Linked DNA regions of Mus musculus: region 1 is linked to region 2. The links are chromatin contacts, called in public capture Hi-C maps. All regions are on one chromosome and are shown on one strand. Each heading gives the region's core, a stretch centred on a gene start, on an enhancer-like site or on the middle of the called end of the contact. The rest is flanking DNA. Distances are from core to core; before and after follow the strand shown. Region 1 overlaps Ahdc1 (AT hook, DNA binding motif, containing 1). Region 2 overlaps Smpdl3b (sphingomyelin phosphodiesterase, acid-like 3B).

Region 1 (4,430 bases), core at 177-2,676, 330 kb before region 2:
GCAAGCACTTTGGCGGCCACCACGGGCAGAATGGACTGGGGTGGGGGTGGGCCAGAGACCCAGGTGGCTGAGTAGGGCTCTCACTGCTGAAATCTCTCATTTGTTAGGCTCCATTTCCAGCCTCAAGGAAGTTCCTGCTGTCTACCCTCCCTCCTCATGTAGCTCACAAGGGCTGGTGTGGAGGATCCGCCTTCTTGCTGGAGAACCCAGCCTCCCCTAGACAGGGTCCTCATGTAGGGTTGAAACAAGCGCATTAGGTTCGTGGTCCATGGTGTCTTGGGCATGGTTTACTGGCCAGTGCAGAGTGGGCTGCTAGTTCACGTGGACTGGACACAGACTGCATCTACTTCTCCAGCACAGGCATCGTGGAACCAAAGATGGACAGACAGTGACGAACCAGACAGAGCTATCCAGGGAAAACCATAACATACTATAAAGTTATAAGGAACGTTCTCAGAGGCTTGGATTTTGGGGAGAAGACTGTGCAAACTGTATAGACGGGGATCTAGCTGACCCAGTAACTACTGAAGGTGCCTAGGAGTGGGGCCGACCTTCTCTCTACACCCCTACCTCTTCCCAGGAGGACTTGATCTAGTGGCTAACATAAAAGCACTGCGATTACCCTGTCTACCATCCATATCCCCAGGTCTGGGGGTGGAATCCAGGGCCTTGTGTGTACACAATAGGCAAACACTCCAACAATCACCTATATCTCCAGGCCCAAGAAGAATTTCAAGGTTTCCAAATGCTTGAGGCCCATACCAGAACACAAGGCTCTTGTCATAGGGCAGCAGGCAACAGATGCAGGAGGGCTATCTTTGGTCAAGCAAAGGTCAGGGACAAGGGTTGGAGATGTGTGACTCACACTGCTTGAATTAGGGACCCAGAATCCAGACCGTGGGAAGGTATTCATCCACCCATCTACCAGCCACTGCCGAGGTGCTTGCTTGTGGGCCAGGCCAGGGCTAAGGGCTTTACATGTCAATCCCCTTCATTCTTACAAGAGATAGAGATGCTGTGAATCACCAGGTTATGTGAGTCACCAGATCACCTAGTTGCTAAGGGCTGGAACCAAGTGCACAGAGCGGCCTGTGTGTAGCCACAGACACGTACTCCTAGCCACTGCCTGCCAGTTTTAGAGGTCTGCTTTTACCAGGAATGTGGGGTGCAGAGAGAGGAGCAGCAGCAGAAGGTATGTTCATAGAGAGATGGTATTTCCAAGAAGCGGGGGCCTGAAACAAGAAGGCCTAGCCTAAATATGGCTCCAGGGAAAGCAGACAGTAGAACTGGAGGGTGACCTCAGAAGGAGGAGAAAACCTGGTGCCTGGAGGAAGCAGGGCAAGACCGGCTGAGGCCTGACATGAGGCCTCTTGCTCAGAGCCAGAGGCAAGATCAAGTGACCTCTTAAGGATTCAAAACTCAGAGAGACAAAGCCCAGAACAGCCAGGCCTGGGCATGCCTGCTGACCCTGGCTGGCTGGTGGTCTTGGAAACTGCCTCCTGTTCCGGTCCAGCCCCAGCTGGTGTAACCTGGGAGGACCTGTGACATTTCTCTTGGCCTCCCTTCTACAGCCAAGAGCTAATAGGGAGGAGAGAAGGATTAGAGATTCCTGAATGTATCTGGTCCCTTTCCACCATCTCATCTCTACTCCTGGGGTCTGCTGCAGTTGGTATTTGGTTTAAGGGCCCCAGTATGGAGCTAGTCTGTCTGGGTCTGCTTTTCATTTAGGGGACCTAAGAATATGCCTGTATGAGCTGAAGGTCCCCTCCACTCCTTTTCACCCCTTTTCACCTATTTCCAACTGTCCTGTCAGCTACAGTACTCAGCAGAGGCAGGACACACATTCCCAGCTCTCCCTGGGACGGAGCTTGCTCTTGACCTCAGTTCCCACTGCCTGCGGTGCCCTCCCCTGGCTCCATAATCTCGCCTTTTCTTCAAGCTCAGCTTCTTACCACAAACCCACAAAATTCATTTAAAACATTAGACCTTCTGGACCCAGTGGTCAGTGCCTGGAACACCAGCGCTCAGTAGGCTGAGGCAGGAGGAAGCAAGTTCCAGGTCAGCCAGGGCTAAGATACAAAACAACTTCTGATCCCAAAGAACCATGGGGTTCGCCTTATGGGAGCCTCCATTTTGCTTGCACACAGGGAGCTGGGGATGTGGGTGAAGAACAGGCCTGTGGCAGCTCTGAAGGGCAGAGATGGCTCCATGTTTTACAAACTATGGATCCCTGGGCAGAGTTCAGGTGTCCCTGTATCCTTAACTCTCCAATGAAAGCCTAGAACATCCTCTCTGCCCAGGATGGTGTGAGGAGTCCTGGGGCAGTGTTACATACGAGGACAACACACATGTGTACAGAAGGATTTCTCAGCCCAACACCTAGTGCCTGGGGTGCAATCCTTGCTCCTTCCCACCTTTGGGGACATGCCATCCCCTACCAGGTGTCTCCAGGTTCCCGTGTGCCTGTTTTAACTTCCTGGGCCGGTGCTGAACTGCTGACAGGAGCCCTGTCTACTCTGTCTCCCCAGATCCTGCCACAGAATGGGCTCCAAGGAGCAGAGGATGAGTAGATGAGCCGGAGCGCCGCTACCCAGTGCCTATTAAAGCTGCTCGCTGCCCTGTCGGTGAGTGAGCGTTGTCACTGTCTTCTCTGCTTAAGCCTGCTGCTGACAGCGTGGCTCCCTCTACCAATTCTCCCTCCCTGCCACTCTACTCTCTGCATCCTCCAACCTTTCTCTCTCACAGGATTTTAACTAGTCCTTGGCACCAGAGGGTGGTTGCTCTACATGAGGCACTTGTCTGTTATCCTAACTAAAGCATTACCGCAGATCACTTTAGTCCAAGCCACCATCACGGCTGGCTTGTCTGGTCTCCTTTCTACAATGGCTCCCTGTACATCTTGGAATGATTCAAATTCCTTGCAGTGTCTGACAGGCCCTGCCTCTGCCAATCTGGCCCTTGCTTAGCTTTCCTGCCTCTTCATCCCTCAGCTCTTCAAAGCCCAACCCCTCCCTGCCTCAAGACCGTACACACCGCCTGCTGGTCCCCCTGCCCAGTAGGTCCTCCCCGCCTACCATGTAGCTCCTGCGTCCTATTGGTAGCTGGAAGGTCTGGGTTCCCTGATGCAATCTCTCACAACCTCCTTGCTGGCCTTGCCCCATTCTTCTCCACACCTCTACCCAACAAGTGTTCTGCGCCCTTCTGTGTTTCCTGTCTTTCTCTCTGAACCCAAGGTCCTCTGAGAATCAAGCGCCTCTTTTCTGGTGCTTCCAATGCCTGATGCATGCACAGGGAGGGCTGCATAGACATTCCTGTGAGGACAGCGCTGCTACCTCCCATTGCTGGGTGGGGAACAGGCTAGAATGTGGGGCTGGATGGCATCCCAACTCCTCCTGCATTCAGGCCTAGCTGGGTGGTTCCATTATGCACTGCGCTGAGCTGTGACCTGCCCAAACACCCAGCCCCCACGCCCATTCATTTTCCATCCCAGAGTCTGGGAGGAACGGTTTTGGGATTATTTCATTTCTGGATTATCCATGAGACATCTCCCCTCCGGTGAGAAGGATCAAGGGTTTGACATTTTAAACCCTAAGCAGCTTCTCCCTTTGCCTGCTTCAGATCTGCAGCCCTGCTGCTTGCAGGGAGATGCATGGGGAATGCAAGGCCATTTTAATCTTGGCTTGGCTTCATTAGGAAGGAAAAAACACTGCCAAAAAAAAAAAAAAAAAAAAAAAGAAAAAGAAAAAAGCTTGAGCCATTGTTTCTGCCATGCAGACCTTTGAGAGACTCAGATATTATTAAAGTCAATTTTTCTCAAACAGATGGGGAAACAGAGGCCAGGGAAGGACAAAGCTTAAAGACATGTAGCAAGCTAGAAGCCACACAGGGACCTGGTATTCCCCAGAGCCTTTTGGCTCTCATGAATGGCTCCTTGCCACCCTGAGGCACCAGGGCATCTGGGCTCTGACAAAGCGGGGGTCGTAAGTTTCCACTGACTTTGCTTCAGGACCCTGAATCACCCCGACCTCAAGTGGCCTCTCCAGAGCAGGAAGGACAAGTTGGCCCATCAGGAGGCAAAAATACCCAGGAGGCTTTGGGGCAGCAAGAGTAAAGAGTGAGGGTTTTAGTCAAGCTCTAAGTGACTTCACTGCCAATGGTCACATGGGGCCCATTCTGAGAGAGGTCTCTCGCCCCAAAATGGGTCTAGCTGTGGCTGTATTAAAAACAGACTGTTCTTCAAGAAGACAGTTCTTTTTGTTTTTTGGGTTTTCTTTTTGTATTCTTTTTGGCTTGGTTTTGGTTTTTTTTGAGACAGGGTTTCTCTTTGTAGCCTGGCTGTCCTGGAACTCACTCTGTAGACCAGGCTGGCCTCAAACTCAGAAATCCACCTGCCTCTGCCTCCCAAGTGCTGGGATTAAAGGCGTGAGCCA
Region 2 (4,483 bases), core at 901-3,400:
TCTGACCATAGCCACCCTGTGAGTTGAGGCCCTGAAGCACACTGCATGTCTTAGGGCCTCAAGAGGCTGTGATGGTCTCATTCCACAGTAAGCAAAAGCCTAGAACCTCAGTGAGAATTGCTCTGAGTTCCCATGTCTTTCTGTCATCACCATACGCACAGCAGTAGTGCGCACTGTGTACCCAAGGAGGTGCATGGATGTTAGGGGTGTCCGTCTTGTCTGCTAAGCCAGCAGCTACTTAAGGACTGGCACAGTGGCTCCTGTGTGAGCCCATGTGTTGCATAGCAAACTCCAGGAGAGTTTTGTGGCTGGTGCTGGTGAGTGCTCACCATGCCAACAGCAGGCATATAGTGCTTTGGGCGGCTCCCCCTCTTTTAATTTGGTAGCAAGCTCCACCAAGTGGAGACTCTTCCAAACGAGAAACTTGAAGCTCAGAGAGATGGCATGTAGCTGGTGTCCAAGCTGAAGTTAGAGGCCAAAGCTCATTCATGCCCTTTATTTTTAATATAAGCTCTCAGGCTGGAGGGATGGCTAAGCATTAAGAGCACTGGCTGCTCTTCCAGAGGTCCTGAGTTCAATTCCCAGCAACCACATGGTGGCTCACAACCATCTGTAATGGGATTTGATGCTCTTTTTTGGCACACAGGTGTACATGCAGATATAGCATTCATACATTAAACATACATTCACACACACACACACACACACACACACACACACACACACACACTCATGTTGACCAGGCTGGCCTTGGACTCCCAGACATCTGCCTGCCTCTGCCTTCCAAGTGTTGGGATTGAAGGTGTGAGCCAGTTGCCCCTGGCTAAGCACATGCTCTCATTTCTGCCCCTGTTCTACATTTTGCAGTGGAAATGCACAGGACCACGTAGCGTTCTCTCACAGTCATGCAGGATCAGCCCCAGCTCTGGGAATCAAGGAGCTCTCTTTGAAGGATCAGGAAGAGTTTGGGGAAGATGTGCTCTGGGGCTACGTTCAGAGGGAGGACATGGGCAGGTTTTGGAAGGTGGAAATGGGGGCTGGAGAGGGCATCTCTGATCGCAGAACCTCATTCTTGCAGGTGTATGTTATTGGCCACGTGCCCCCGGGGTTCTTTGAGAAGACACAGAACAAGGCCTGGTTCCGAGAGAGCTTCAATGAGGAGTATCTGAAGGTGATCCAGAAGCACCATCGGGTCATAGCAGGGCAGTTCTTTGGACACCACCATACCGACAGCTTCCGAATGTTCTATGACAACACAGGTGCTCCATCCTGAGGGAACTGGCCACCTGCCAGCCTCTTCTTTCCTTACCCCTTTTTCAGCCTGCTGTCTTTTCCCCCTAAAGGTGCCCCCATAAACGTCATGTTTCTCACACCCGGGGTCACACCGTGGAAGACCACATTACCTGGAGTGGTCGATGGGGCCAACAATCCAGGGATACGCATTTTCGAGTATGATCGAGCCACACTCAACTTGAAGGTTAGGAGTTTGGGTCTGCTGGGTTGGGGGAAATCTAAGTCTATCACCACCTTTCCTAACCTTCAGCTGACCCAGTTGCTACTGACCACTGAGCCTTGGAGGATGCCTTAGTTAGGGTTTCATTGCTGTGAAGAGACACCCCTGTTCAAGGCAACTCTTATAAAGGACAACATTTAACTGGGGCTGGCTTACAGGTTCAGAGGTTCAGTCCATTTATCATCATGGTGGGAGGCATGGCAGAGCCCAGACAGACACGGTGCTGGTTAAGAGCTGAGAGTTCTACATCTTGCTCAGAAGGGGCAGGAGATTCTCTCTTGTCCTTGTAACGTCTCGCCAGCAAAACACACTCGGACAACCAGATCCTTCTATTATTGCTTACTTCTCAGGAAGACCCCGAACCCGGAAAATGGAGCTGCTTAAATACACCTCTGTGACGTGTCAGCTCCTGATTAGCTGCTCACCCATCACCCCACTATTACACCCCGGGATGGGCAGTGACTTGGCACGAATTTACTCTAGCACCTGCGCACATTGCTTGTTTACTAGTTAGGCACTGAGGAAGCCAGCGCCATCTTGTAATGGCGATTGTTCACGGCTTCCCACAATTCTCTTTCACATTGGGCGGAACTTGAGCACTAGGAGACCTCAAAACCCTCCTACACAGTGACACACTTCCTCCAACAAGGCCACACCTATCCCCACAAGGCCACACCTCCTAATAGTGCTACTTCCCATGGGCTAACCGTATTCAAACCACCGTGGAAGGGAATCTTGGTTAGACCCTTGGGAGTCACCTGCCACCAAATCAGATCTATTCTAACCCCAAAGCCTGTTCTACTTGTCCTGGGTTACTATGACTGCCTGGTCTCCCTGCTGCCCCATTCATCTTCCTAGAACATTGACTTCATTTTGCCTCTCCGTGACTCACAAACCTTAAAGATCTCCCGAGTGCCCTCAAGATAAAATTGTCTCTTTGGAGGCTGGCATGGAAGACTTCTCTCGGTCTGAGTTCAAGCCCATTGCCCCACCTCCATTCATCAACTAGCACTCAGACCCTAACCCTGTGAATACTTCTTCACTTCCTAGGATGTGCTGGGGTTGTAGAAATGGCGAAAGAGATACTACTTCATTCATTCAACAGAAAGTACTAAGCACAGGCCACATACACACCCGGCTCTGTTCAAAGCTTAGGAGATGCAGAAACAAACAATAGAGTAACTACTTTCCTGCGTCAAAATCCCTACAGGAGGAAGGCAGTAAATAGCTACATAAAATTTAACATGGGAGACAGGAAAGGCAGGGTGGTAGCTGAGCCTGCTGGCATGGGACTGGAATACCAGGCAGGCACTTGGGAGGCTGAGGTACAGGACTAAAATTTAAAACCAGCCTGGGCCACATAGTGAGTTCAAGACCAGACAGGAGCTTAGCCAGGAGACCCTGTCTCAGAAGGGGTATGAGGTGGGGGTGGGGTGGGGAGTCAAGGCTACAGCTCAGCAGCAGAGTGATTGCTTAGCATGGTGGAGGGGTGATTTCCAACACTGAAGAAAGAACAGGGAAGGAGAGAGGCAAGAAGGGAGGAAGGGGTGGGGAAGGAAAGTGCAGCTGTTTTTGGAGTGTGTGTGAGATGTGTTAAGTAGATGGGATGAGGGAAATGTCCTAAGTAAGGAGGCATTTGAGTTCTGTGTAAACTGAGAACACAGCTGGCTTTGAAGGGAAGGTAGAGGGAAGAGCAGGTCAGATGCCCCGGGGTGGGGTGGGGGTGGGGGTGGGGGTGGGAAGTGGCTTAGTGTTCCTGTGGGAGAGCAGGGAGACCAGGTGACCCCAGAGGGCAGGAGCCAAGGGTGGAAGGCACCGGGCCAGGTCAAGGTCTGGATCTGAAGAGCAGGGGACAGAAGTGCAAACTGTTCTGAGTCACAGTTTCACAAAATCACCTTGTCTGCTGGGCAAAGAGCAGACTGCTGTGACCAAGGTCTGGAGTGAGGACACCTGCTGGAGAGGGTGGTGGCTGGGCCAGGCTGCTGAGAAGCATCTGAGTCTGAAGATGGTTCAGAGGCGGAGGAGCCAGCATGTGTTGGCAGATGCTTGGTGCATCCTTTCTTTATATATATATATTAGGTATCTTCAGGCACACCAGAAGATGGTAACAAATCCCATTACAGATGGTTGTGAGCCACCATGTGGTTGCTGGGAATTGAACTCAGGATCTCTGGAAGAGCAGTCAGTGCTCTTAATCGCTGAGCCATCTCCCCAGCCCTCTTTTTAAATTTTTTAATGGCTATTTATTTAATGTGCATTGGTGTTTTGCCCAATGCACATTAAATAAATAACCTGTGTGTAATATGTCTGTGTGAGGGTGTAGGATCCCCAGGAACTGGAGTTACAGACAGTTGTGAGCTGCCATGTGGGTGATGGGAATTGAGCCAGCTCTTTACTGTTTGTTATTGCTGAGTCATCTCTCCAGCCCTGATACATCCTTTCTGCCTCAGTCTCCTGAGTGCTGGGATTGCAGCTATGAGCCACAGTGCCCTGCTTGGTCTGGGGGATGAGGGTGGGGGTGGGGAGAGCGAGCTAGGATATAAACTAGGTTCCTCAGAGTTGTGCAGAAGTGCCCATGGGTGGGGTGGCTCAGTGGTTAACAGTATACACTGCTCTTGTAGATCACTTAAGTTCCGTCCCTAGCACCCACATCAGGCGGCTCACAACTGCCTGTAGGGCCAGTTCCAGAGACTCTGACAGCTTCCTCTGGCCTCTGTGGGTACCTGCACACGTGTGCATATCCGCTGCCTCACAAAATTAAAAATTAAATTGTACTTAGGTCCTGGTTCTTCCTCCCAGCCCCTTGCTCCCAGAAACTCAGACTCAAGATATATTTACAAATGCCTTGCCTGTAGAGCTAGGCTCTTCTCTGACTAGATATGATTTAAATTAACCCATTTATTTTAATCAACATTCTGCCACATGGCTGGTTACCTGTGCTCAGGTACCATGTGATCTTCCTTGGTCAAA

Evidence for each region. Capture Hi-C pulls out chosen DNA fragments and counts their contacts.
Region 1: a contact with region 2 is called in a capture Hi-C map of embryonic stem cells, with 2.6 times the contacts expected there. The contact joins two enhancer-like sites. A contact is called at or near these places in 2 of 9 other capture datasets (adipose tissue and embryonic stem cells).

What each region holds. Positions count from the first base shown.
Region 1 is chr4:133,067,552-133,071,981 of GRCm38.p6, reverse strand. All of the region lies in intron 6 of Ahdc1 (AT hook, DNA binding motif, containing 1), which reads right to left. Among named protein-coding and RNA genes, the nearest start is that of Gm26615, 14 kb to the left of the region's middle. Within about 2 kb of position 1,426, at least 54 of the 459 cell types and tissues checked have an H3K27ac peak or open chromatin away from gene starts, as enhancers often do. A contact at or near this core is called in embryonic stem cells, where this site is marked.
Region 2 is chr4:132,735,013-132,739,495 of GRCm38.p6, reverse strand. It overlaps Smpdl3b (sphingomyelin phosphodiesterase, acid-like 3B), which reads left to right. Exons shown (of 8, transcript NM_133888.2): 6 at 1,079-1,259; 7 at 1,344-1,477. Among named protein-coding and RNA genes, the nearest start is that of Xkr8, 4.7 kb to the right of the region's middle. Within about 2 kb of position 2,150, at least 15 of the 459 cell types and tissues checked have an H3K27ac peak or open chromatin away from gene starts, as enhancers often do. A contact at or near this core is called in embryonic stem cells, where this site is marked.